2 separate regions of the Mus musculus genome follow, and region 2 is linked to region 1. Evidence: chromatin contacts called from public Hi-C data. All regions are on one chromosome and are shown on one strand. Each heading gives the region's core, a stretch centred on a gene start, on an enhancer-like site or on the middle of the called end of the contact. The rest is flanking DNA. Distances are from core to core; before and after follow the strand shown.

Region 1 (6,372 bases), core at 268-2,767:
ACTGAACTTGAAGTACAAGATTCTCCTCATTGGAACCTGAAGTGTCTTCCTTAGTTCAGCCTGGTGTTCCAATTACCTACTCTTCCAGAAGATGCAAGACCACGCACATGTCTTCGGATAATTTTATGACTCTGCAATTTCCCTTCATTGAAGGGAAAACAGATAGGCCCTTTCTGAGGCCATTTCTTAGAATAAAATTAATTGATATTATGAAGGTGCCTGAGAGCATCCAGGTTCATGTCTTTTATTAATACCTGATTTCAACTCCTCTACTTGGGGAATATTCTGCTTCATTGGTGGCTAGTGTATCTGAGTTTTGGGATCTGGGCATGCGTCTCTCTACCTACGTAAATTATTTCTGAACAGAATGCTATTTCTGCTCCCACCTCTGTTCATTACTGATGATAGCTATCCTGGCCAGCACCTCAACCTAAACTCCTGATAGCTATACTTCTCCGTGTGAGGATAATAGATGAGGGGTCTCCTGTTTTCACTTTGAATGCAGAATCATTCTGAGCTTCTGGAAATCCAAACACTGGTTTAAACTGGTTTTTGGTTGTTTTATTAATTTTACTAATTTTCTTTGACATCAGCGAGCTAGTATTTTTGAAGTCAGTTTCGAGTGCCTAAGAATGACACTACACTGAAGTGTGTATGGTGGCGTGTATGTGTTCTAGTTTGTCTGCACATGTACATATGTGCAGGGAAAAGCCACATGTTGATGCCACCTGTCTTCCTATGTCATTATTGATCTTATAACTTTGTTAAAGGGTACCTTCGATAAACCTAGAGCTCACTAGCATGGCTATACTGGCTGACCGATGAGCCACCCAGGATCCTTTTGTCTCTGTTCTTTGTCCCGGATTACAGAAATGTACTGTGTCGTGCCTTGCTTTAACGTATGGGCTGGCAATGCAAACGTAGTAAGTCCTCATCCTGGCAAAGCAAGCCTTCTTTACGCTGAGCTGTCTCTCCTGAACAACACAGTCAATTATAAAGACATATGAGAGGCCAATATCTGACTTTCTATCTGAATATATATTTTTTCCTTGGCACATATTAAGCAATACATCAAATATGAACAGAGATCAACTTCAGAATAAAGGCAGTGTGTGAAAATAAAACATTTTAGGTATCTCGAGAGTATCTTTCAACCCAAACAAGCCATTTTAGTATTTACATGAGCAATGGTTTAAAATATTTTTTTTAAAAAAATGGAATGCCTTGAAATAGCAATCTGAAAGTGTTCTGTGACTGTAGAATAGATATTAAAATGTAATTCGTAGATGCCACGTCCCATTGGTTACAATAGCGATGCTTCGCATTGCGTGATGGACTTTGCTTTTGCAGATGTTTCCCATTAAAGTTCATCCTCCCTGCGAGAGAGGCAGGGGAGATAAGCGTGTGATCCCCGCATTTGTGAGAAGGAAAATCCAGCCCTAGTAGTAAGTGGTGGGGCTGGGAGAGGAGCCGAGTGCTCCTGACTCCAGGCTCCAATCTTTCCACATCTGAAAACCTTCCGCAATTGAACTTCATTGTGGCGGGGGAGGGGCAGTGGGCAGACTGAGTGGGAGAAGCTAAGGGATTGGGGAAATGCACATGGGTTTAGGTCAGCTTCCCTGTCTCGGGAAAATATTTACCGCTTGTGTTTTCCATTTATGTTAAAATGTTTTAGCCTGTATTGCACATAGTTCTTGATAAGTTGTTTCACTCACTGGAAAAGAAAGTTCATAAAGCAAGATCGTTTTTAGAATAGTTTGGGGACTTGAACCTATACATGTCTAAAGGCAGTATGACACTTGATGAGGATAAGCCTGTCAGCTTTGTGCTTGTTTTTCATTTTTATTTTCCACTTCATGAAGTCGTTTGATTATCTCTTCACGATAATTTGTTAGGGGTTCATATGATTTCCTCAGCAGTCTGGCCATTGCGGTCCATTTAAAATGAAAGGATTTTAAGATGAAATTTGGAGGCTTTTCAGATGGCCATTAAGATGACGACTTTGAAGTCTGGGTGCTCTGTTGTGGTCCTGTGGTTCTCTCATTATGGGAGTTGAGTTCTGCCTGTTCAGGGTGACAAAGCCCTCAGCCACATCTACTATTATGATTGTCTTACTGGCACGTATACCTAGTGCCACCTCGTGGTTGGCTGCAGCTATAGCATGTAGCCAAAGAGAAAAGGGTAGCAGATACATTGTTTGACTTTAAAAAAATATTGTCAAGGTGACCTTAATAGAGACAAAGGCCAGAAGTCACCATGTGTAAGGTTTATATGTACGTATACATGTGTACACAGGTATGTATGTATGTATTTATGTGTATATATATGTATATTTGTGTGTGTTGTGTGTATATGCATAAATGTGTATATATGTATATATAATTATATATGTTTATGTATGTATATACATATATACATATGTACACGTATTCATATATACATATGCACATACATATTTGTATATATATGCATATTTTACATATATACATGTACACACATATGTATAGATATATCAATATATCTATATGGCTATACACACATACATAGATTATGTAAAACCTTCCAGATAATTTTTGGGTTCTGTTTGGCTGTTGTTTGTATAGAACTCATGGAGCAAGAAATAATTGAACATTTCAAGAAAGCCTGTACCTTAATGTCTCTTTTACCCCGAATTGTTTGTTCGCTGTTATTTGCTGTCAGGACAGGAATGGACAGAGCTGCTGAGTTCTGAGTTCTGATACTTTCGCTGTAGTTTATAACACAACAGGCAGGGCATTCTCAACTTCTAACTCCGGTGGTTCAAGACTAAGTGAATAAAAAGTATGATTCTTCCACATTCCAGTTGATAATAAACAAGTTAAGAACTTAATGAAGAAAAGAAGAGCTAGAAAGAAAAGGAAAGGATGTTATTTCTCTCTTGAGACAATCTACCAATTTTATCACCAATAATATGAAGGTCTTAAAACACAGGAATGAATGGTTTGCAAAGAACATCCCCATGCATCCTGTCGTGGGCTGGTGTTTTCTTGGACATACAAGAAGTAAGCTATGCTATTGTGAACTCCATGAACACAGAATAATGTGCCCTCTGTGTTGAGAGGTGCTTAACTCTTATAGTCTAATTGCTTTTAATTTGTGAAGTGTATTTATCCATGTAAGTATTTATAAACAGGAGCCCACTTTAGAACCCCGTGGAAGCCTCATGATTGTTTTCTGGCCCCACCATCCAGAGCCTGTGAGACAGTAGAACTGGGTATGTCTATAAAAGTTCATGCATGGAAGCTGGAAAGTTGGCTCAGCTGATAAGAGCACTGGCTACTCTTTCTGGAGGACCCAGGTTCAATTCCCAGCAGCCACAAGGTGGCACACTACTGCCTGCAACTCCAGTTCCAAAGGATCTGACACCCTCACACAGACATACAGACAGGAAAACATCAATCCACATAAAAATAAATAAATAGTTCCTTAAAAGTTCATACATGACTCAGGTGATGGTCTAGGGTCTAAATGTGACAAACACTGGCCTGTGCTAAAGAGTTCTGTCAATCAATTTATCACCAGAGTGAGGGATCACATACCCAAACCAGAGGTCGAAAATTCTCAATCAGCCAGCTTTACCCTCTTGAAACTTTGTGTTTCATCCAGAAGAACAACTTTTCCTTCTTTTGTTTATTTAATCGGTTTTTTTTTTACATTCCAGACTTTATTCGCCTCCCAGTCCACCTTCTGACTGTTCCACACCCATACCTTCTTCCCCCAGTCTCTGAAAGGATGTTTCACCGCTCCCCACCCCCCAATACCCCACCCCACCAGACCTCTCCACTCCCTGGGTTTCCAGTCTCTTGAGAGTTAGGTGCATATTCTCTGATTGAGACCAGACCCAGCAGTCCTCTACTGTATGTCTGTATGGGGGCCTCATATCAGCTGGTGTATACTGCCTGTTTGGTGGCTCAGTGTTGGAGAAATCTCAGGTCATGTCAGTTGAGACTACTGGTCCTCCTACAGGGTTGCCTTCCTCCTCAGCTTCTTCCAGCCGTCCCTAATTCCACCACAGGGGTCGCCAGTTTCTGTCCATTGGTTGGTTGCAAATAGCTGCATCTGACTCTTTCAGCTGCTTGTTGGGCCTTCCAGAGGGCAGTCCTGATAGGTCCCTGTTTATAAGCACACCACAACATCAGTAATAGTGTCAGGCCACAAGAACTTCTTACACATATTTTCTAGCATGTCATGTATTCTGTAGAGTGTTTTTCTTTTTAAACAACAACTTTAACTTTAATTTAGCTCTGTTATTAAATCCACTTATGAGCCAAGAACCAAAACAAGATTCATTTTATTTATTTTTAATTTTAATTTGTTTCTAGCCTTCTCTCCCACCTTGCATTCCAACCTCCATTCCCCCTACCCTCTGCTCCCCTCCTCCCTGTCTTCCCCCTACTTCTCTCCCCCAGATCCACTCCTGTTCTGTTTCCCTTCAATCATGAGAACAGGCCTTTTAGGAAAATCAACAGAACATGCGCAACAAGTTGCAATAAAATTAGGTACAAACCCTTATATCAAGACTGGACAGGGCAACAGAGGAAAAAAAGAAAAGGGTCCAATGTGTAGACAAAGGAGTCAGAGACACTACCCACACCCAATGTTCAGAATCCTAAGAACACCAAACTACATAACTGTGGTATGTATGAAGAAGAGCTACCTTAGGCCCATAAAAGGTGTGTTGTTGTTACTTCAGTCTCTGCCAGCCTCTATGAGCCTTGCTGAGTTGATTCTGTGGGTCTTGTTCTTGTGATGTCCTCCACACCTCTGTCTCCTACAATCCTTCCTCCTCCCCCTCCTCTTCTTCTAGGTTTCCCTGCCCCCTGACAGCTTCCCTCCAGTATTTTCCTGTAAATCTCTGTGTCTAGTCCCATCCATTGTTGTATGGTGCCTCTCTGATGACAATTGGACCAGCCTGTGAGTGTAGCAGAATATCATTAGGAATCACAGGAAATAAGATTTTAAAAACTCAAGTTTTTTTTCTTTCTTCGATTTGTTTCCCTACAAACAAAATGGAATCCAAAAGTGTCTTGTACTGCTATTTTTAAAAAAAATTATCCTTTTGTGAAGCATTTATAGATTGCCCTTGCCTTGTTAAACATTTGCAAACCATAAGTATGGATTACTCTCTGTGTTCTCTGTCAGTGCCAGACATGGTAACAGTCAAAGAACCTTTCCCCTATATTTTGAGATGGCTGTCTCACGTAGTGGGAACAGCTGCAGGAGATGAGAGTTCAGGGCAGATCATTAGTGACATATCCTTTCGTGTGCACCTAGAGCACAAACCATGAGCCAGAAGCCCCTCCCCGCCTTTTCTTCTGTATAGTGATTAACCAACCACCAACTTGGGAAAAGGTATTCCCTTGCCTTAGGGCTCTTTTATCTATAAGGGAAGTGTGACTCTCTCAGGGAACTTCCTCCTAGGATTGAATGAGTTACACTGTGTGAGGTACTGAGGGAAGTACCTCATTCATAACTCAGGGCAGTGAAGAAAGCCATGCAGATGCAGACCTGCTGGTAGCAGCGGGAGTGCAAGGGGGAGAGAAGGAAGTATTCAACTAAGTTACTGCCACATCCAACGCCTTTGCTAAAAATAATTGAAAAATATGATCACTGTAGGAATTAAGATCATCACTCAGAGTAGACAGTGCTTTGTTATGCATCTGAATTCTACATTTAGACTAGGGAGTGGAAAACAAGCCTTCAGATGAGTGTAAGAAAATCCTAAAAAGAGCTTGTGTGAGGTGAGCTGGGGAGAGGTCCTTGCTAAGACACCGTGGGCAAGCAGTGGGGGGGCGGGAACCAGGGCAAGCCACAGCTGTACAGACATCTACAAGGTTCACAGAATCTCCTTCCTTACCTTTCCCCCCTCTCTGACCCTCCTCAAGGACAAACTATGGACATCAGCATTTATGCAGCAGCCACAAAGGCAAACACAGCACTTCCCCATAAATGCTGGCCAATTTCATCCAGTTGTGGATGGTACAGTTTATGTCTGCCCTGTTATTTTCTCTGTAAGAAAACTACATACATATATATATATATATATATATATATATATATATATATATATATAGAGAGAGAGAGAGAGAGAGAGAGAGAGAGAGAGACTGTACTATAGTTAGTGTGTAAACCTCTCTCCTTCTCTTTGTATCAGTTTACATATATGGCTATTTCTGTTCATCTAAAAATTTCTAGTGTCCAGGATGAAAACAGACTTCATGAGATTCCAAAGTGACAAATCATGCTATAAATTTAAAAATGATAGACGCTATTGTGAGTGGAAATAGATACCTAGTTTCTGCTCCATATAACATCTAAAACTTGAGCTAACTA
Region 2 (5,768 bases), core at 2,051-4,550, 320 kb before region 1:
AAGAGGGTTGTTTTGCTTTAGATTCAGGGGTACAGGATTGAACAAATCCCTTGCTTTTAGTTCACTAGTCTGGAAACAGTGCATCGTGCCGAAAGCATTGCAGGTCAAAGCCACTCTAAGCCTTTTTACTAGGAAGCAAAAGTGGGACAAGAAAGAGTTCACTATCTCACCATCCACTGAAGGGCATGTCCACACCCATGAGAACTCAGATACCACTGCCCACTTAGCGCCAACTCTTAGCAGATTCCTCTGATTCTCAACAGAATTGACACAGAGACTAAGTTTCAAGCACACTGGCCACTGGAAGCCATCCATGAAAAGTCTTCTTAGCTCTACTGTCTCTCTGTGGTTAGCACACAAGGATAAGGTACAGGTCTGTGCATGGAATTTTCTTGTATTGAGGATGGGAAATCCTTTCCGATCAACAGTGTAGTTGGTCACAGAAATTTGAAAGTTCGTTCTTAACTCAAATTGTGTCTATTGGGATAATCACGTTGCATAATCAGTCCTAAATGATTCTCATCAATACATTAGACATATGTAGAGTTTTTATTATTCAAAGTGCAATTTTCTCTGTGTTGGGTAGTCTCTTTATTTTAAATGACTATTTGCTATTAAATTTTGATTTTTTTTATTCTTCTTACAGTCTAGGAATCAAACTTGGTACCTTACTTTTATAGTATTATGCAATAGGTTATAAGAGAAAAAAATCTGAGCTGTTTAGTTTACCTTGAAGGAGCCTCAATGTATTAAACTGTTGAAATTTGAACTAGGTGAATATATTTCTTTGTATACTTAGACTTCATGACCTATGTCTGTTCACCGATCTAGGATCAGGACTTAAAATACTTGAAGTCAATGTTTCTTAAACCTTCCAAATGCTGTGACCCTTTTAATACAGTTACTCATATTGTAGTGACCCCCCCCAAACCACAAAATTATTGCTGTTGCTGCTTCATAACTGTGATTTTGATACTGTCATGAATCATAACATAATTAGTTTTGGAGATAGAGGTTTGCCAAATGATTGCAACCCACAGGTTGAGAACCACCACACTAAGCGCTGTTCAAGTATTTGGGCTTTAAGAGACATAGTTACAATTTTTAGTTTATCAGGAGAATATGGCTCACAGCCTTCAACTAAACAGGCCTCATGGGAGCCCTTGGAGACTGAACTGGAAATCAGGGAGCCTGTTCTGGTCTGTGTCGGCATGTGTGAGGACATATAGGTCCTCGGCCTATACGTTATGGTTGGTGGTTGGTGGTTGGTTCTTTTTTGTTGTTGTTGTTGGTGTCTCTGACTCTTTCCCCTACTTGTGGGACACTTTCTTTCCTACTGGGTTGCCTTATCCAGCCCTGATATGAGGGTTTGTGCTTAGTCTTATTGCATCTTGTTATGTTGATTTCAGTTGATTTCCCTGGAAGACCTGTTCTTTTCTGAAGAAAAACAGAGCAAGAACAGATCTGGGGGACAGGAGAGGTATGCAGCAGGAGGCTAGCTAAGAGGAGAAGTATGTGACAAGGAGCAAGCTAAGAGGAGGAGCGGGAGGGGGAGCTGTGGTCAGGATCCATTGGAACCCCCCAAAAATTTTAAAAATTAGAAGTTTTGTTTTAATATAAATTATATTCTCAGGATAGTTGCCTTGTTGCTTTTATTAGCAACAGAATATAAAATTGTACTAGTTGACCAACCTGGTGACCATTCTTTTCATTAACACACCGTTAAAAACCTGTACTTGATGAAACTCAGGTAAATTTTTAGTATGTTTTTATTATTTTAAAACATATTAACTTTTATATTTTAAATGTTATTTTAGCTGTATGTATGTTTGCTTGCAAGTATGTGTGCACATTTAGCATATGCATGCCAGTGGCCCATAGAGGTCATGATCTCTGTGAAATCATGTCAGATCCTGTGAAATTGGAGTTACAGATGATTCTCAACCTCCAATGCAGGTGCTAGGAATCAAATCTGGATCCCCTGTAAGAGCAGTGGATGCTGTTAGTGGCTGAGAAACATGGGTCTCCTCTGGCGTGTGTTATTCTGCAGCACAAGCTGTATAAGATAACTGTAAAAAAATCATGCATTATACGATTTCCATTGTGGTGCAGTAATGAGTGAATATGCTGACTTTCAGCTGTTCCTTCACAACTAGTGAAAAAACATTTTGAAGAGCACTTTTCAAACCGAGGTGAGAGAGTTTTTACCAGACTCCTGTCAGTTCAACAGACATAGACCATTTCCAACATGAAGTCATAGCTCTCTAAAAAATAATTATTTTATTGAAATCCTCTGTGGAAGTAAGGGATTCTCGTTATTTCTAAGAGATTGATTTTTTTTTTTAAATCTCAGTCAAGTCCTAAATCCCTTTCGAGCATATTTATCCTTGAGTTCTGTGGATTTCCCAGACCCCATTTCCTTTAAAAATATTCTTCCTTTCTAAATTAGATTTTCTTGTTATGAGGAGAAACAGTTCTGTTTTACAATGGAAGGTTAGCCTGGGAACATTATTTTCCCACCTTCAGGTCAATAGGGTTATTTATTTATTTTGTAGAAAATTGAGGCTTCTTACTGGGGATGCGATAACTTTGAAGTTGCATAGACTGTAGCCTCATAATGGTTGTTTCCATAACACAGAAGGCGCACCCTGTGCTCTTCCGAGCTGCTGTAAACATCCTTGATGGTGGAGATCCGTGGAGCACATTTGTGTTACTTCTGTCTTTTGGCAATAGCGGCAGAGCAGATCCATCCCGTGCTTAACCTGCCCTCTTCATACTTCAGTTACCCTGCTTCAGTTAAACTGAGTTTTCAGCTTCTAAACTACAAAGAGCCTTGACTGAGAGCTCTTGGCATTCTCATATTCTCTCTCTCTCTCTCTCTCTCTCTCTCTCTCTCTCTCTCTCTCTCTCTCTCTCTCTCCACTTCAGTTTTCTTTCTTCTCTTTTTCCTTTGCATCCTATCTCTACCTCCCTCCCCTCCCTCTCTCCCTCTCTGCCTTCATCTCCCTTTCTCTGCTTCTTTCCCTTCAGTTTGGAATGAGTAGTTCTACATCGACAAGGACTGAATCAGTATACAAATTGCAGCTACACAGAGTTACGTGCATCTTCCAGCAAGTGATAAAACCCAATGTAGAATGTACAAGGGTTAGATACAGAGTTCCAGGAATCTACCTTCCCTTCATGTAGCATTTCTTCTCTGCGATTGCAGTGTTCTGATTTACACGTACATGTTCTAGGAGAAGAGCATCAGCAGATGAGGGACTAGAGGAGACATGTGGAATCTGTACCTAGAAACATGAGAACATTTGCCAGGACACTGACAAGCAGATGTGATATTCCAGGGTTGAAGAAGATAATGAGATGGATAGGATAGAAGGCTCAAAAGTGACTCATGCCAAGAAATGTAGCTAAGCAAAGCTGAGAACGGAATTTGGTTAAATCTTAATGAACTGGAGGCTGTTAAGATAACATTGCCATTAATCCTAAACAGGACAATCTCAGGGACCCCATTTTGTGAGGAACTTTACATTTCTTCTCTGTGGTGTAGCTAAACATACAGCTCTCTCACACTGTGGTCCCAAGATAGCTGCTTTCACCACAATATTTGCATTCTAACTAGTTAAGAAAGACAGGGCAGGTGACACATTTCTATTTTTTTTTCTAACCTTAGTGGGCAGCTGTGCGTCTTTCCTGGATACTGTCAACTAGAAGTGTGTCTTATCAGCATGCCTAGCTAAGAAGGAGACTGGAAAACCTCTGGGTGGACAGCTGTTTGCTGATTTATTTTGCAACCTTTTACATCCACAATTTAAAAAAGAACAGTATATGCATGTGAAAAAAAAAAAAGTGTTTTCTGCAAGAAATACCATGTACACTAACCAGTGAATAGTTTCATGAATTTAAGTATGGTTTTTATACATGCTGGAACTCCTACAATTTCAAACAGTCACCAAGGTCATCACTCAGGGCCCAGGCAAAGTGGTAGAAATTATATGCCTAAGATATGCATAAGTGCTAGGATTTTAAATTTAAGAATTTTTAGAAACAGGGTTGGGGATTTAGCACAGTGGTAGAACACTTGCCTAGCAAATGCAAGGCCCTGGATTCGGTCCTCAGCTCTGGAGGAAAAAAAAAAAAAATATATATATATATATATATATAAATCTTGTATTATAGCCTCTTATATTTATAATAAAAAAACAGAATTGAAACCATGAAGACTTGCACATAAACAGTTTGAAAACTCACAATTTGGAGTTTGTGAATCCCAAATTCATTTAAAATGTTGTCATAGCTTCTCCTCCTCCTCCTCCCCCTCCTCCTCTTCCTCCTCCTCCCCTCTCCTCCTCCTCCTCTTCCTCCTCCTCCTCTTCCTCCTCCTTTTCCTCCCCCTCCTCCTCTTCCTCCTTCTCCCCCTCCTCCTCCTCCTTTTCCTCCTTTCCCCCCTTATCCTCTTCTTTTTCTTCTCCTTATTCTTTAGTATTTCCTAGGATTGCTTCAATAGTATTACCTAATGCTCCACTGTGATCTTCTCTGACTGCCAAGTTCAATTTCTTATAATAATAAGCAATTTTAGCTTTGTAAATTATTCTTTTCTCATACAGTAATCCTGACTGCAGCCTCTCATCTCTCCACTCTTCCCAGCCCCCCAAACCCTTTCACAACTGCTCCATTTCTCCTCGGAAAAGAGTGTTCCTTCCAGGGATAATTGAACATGGCATAGCAAAATGCAATAAGATTCGGCATCAATCCTTAAATAAAGGCTGGGCAAGGCAGCCCATTAGGTGAAAAAGGTTCCAAGAGCAGGCAAGAGTCAAAGACTCCCTGCTCCCACTGCTGGGACCCCAAGCTAAGTAACCATGGCGCACATTCAGAAGACCTGGCATGGGGCTTTGTGACTACTAAACAAGCATTTTTCTTTTTTTTTTGTAGGTTAGCAGAATATTCTCAGGTTTTGACGATTATCATATGGTTTGGGTTTAGGTCTATCTTCACTGTATATTTCCTTATTCTTTTATATTTTAAAAGTTAAATTGATGAAGTGTGTACCAAGGAGCACTTTGGGGGGGTCCATTCTTTGCTCCTACAAATGTGGGTCTTTGAACTAAAGCCCAATCATCACCCTTAGCAGCTGGCATCTTCAACAGTTGAGCTGTCTCTCTACCTCCACTTCTTCCTCAGTGGACCAGTGGTGCTTGTCTCCTTACAGGGTCAAGAGCCTTGCCAGGACACAAGAGGCAAGCAATTTAAAATGATTTGCATCTATCTTCTCTGTTCTATTATTAGGGAAATCAAGCCTTAAATGATTGGGGCCGAAGAGGCTACTTTTCTGAAAATGATACATTTTCTCACATTCTATATCAGGTTAATATTTCTATAGTGTTTAGGGTAAATGGAGACCTAGTAAAATTCAGCAAATACTTCAGATGAAAGGTGGCTCCCCATTCCTGAGTACAGAAAGGGCACAATCTCAGGAACCCAGGTTCCTCTCTCTTACTGCCCAGTGATCGCCTAAGTTTTTACCCTACTTTGATGCTTGAAATTACCTTACGAACTTGATGCTGCCTTCCAGCCAGTGAGAAGGAGGAAAGGAAGAAGACTGAGGCAATGTCTTCCTGAAGTTGTAGCTACTGAAAATGGCCTGTGTCCTGTATGTTTGTGTTCTATTATCTACAGGATCATTAAGGAGAAGATTACTCATTCAGGGAGGCTGTGACACAAAGCCTTTAATTGTGATGTGCACAGATAGATAGTGATGTGCACAGATA

Evidence for each region. Hi-C and Micro-C count contacts between places; a contact is called where the count stands out from the background.
Region 2: a Hi-C map of the N1E-115 cell line shows a contact between it and region 1, with 3 times the contacts expected there. The contact joins two enhancer-like sites. A contact is called at or near these places in 2 of 484 Hi-C or Micro-C datasets (the N1E-115 cell line and tail fibroblasts).

The regions. Positions count from the first base shown.
Region 1 is chr10:109,916,701-109,923,072 of GRCm38.p6, reverse strand. All of the region lies in intron 1 of Nav3 (neuron navigator 3), which reads left to right. Among named protein-coding and RNA genes, the nearest start is that of Nav3, 81 kb to the left of the region's middle. Within about 2 kb of position 1,517, at least 17 of the 459 cell types and tissues checked have an H3K27ac peak or open chromatin away from gene starts, as enhancers often do. A contact at or near this core is called in the N1E-115 cell line, where this site is marked.
Region 2 is chr10:110,234,658-110,240,425 of GRCm38.p6, reverse strand. It overlaps a transcript of Nav3 not described here. Among named protein-coding and RNA genes, the nearest start is that of Nav3, 240 kb to the right of the region's middle. Within about 2 kb of position 3,300, at least 7 of the 459 cell types and tissues checked have an H3K27ac peak or open chromatin away from gene starts, as enhancers often do. A contact at or near this core is called in the N1E-115 cell line, where this site is marked.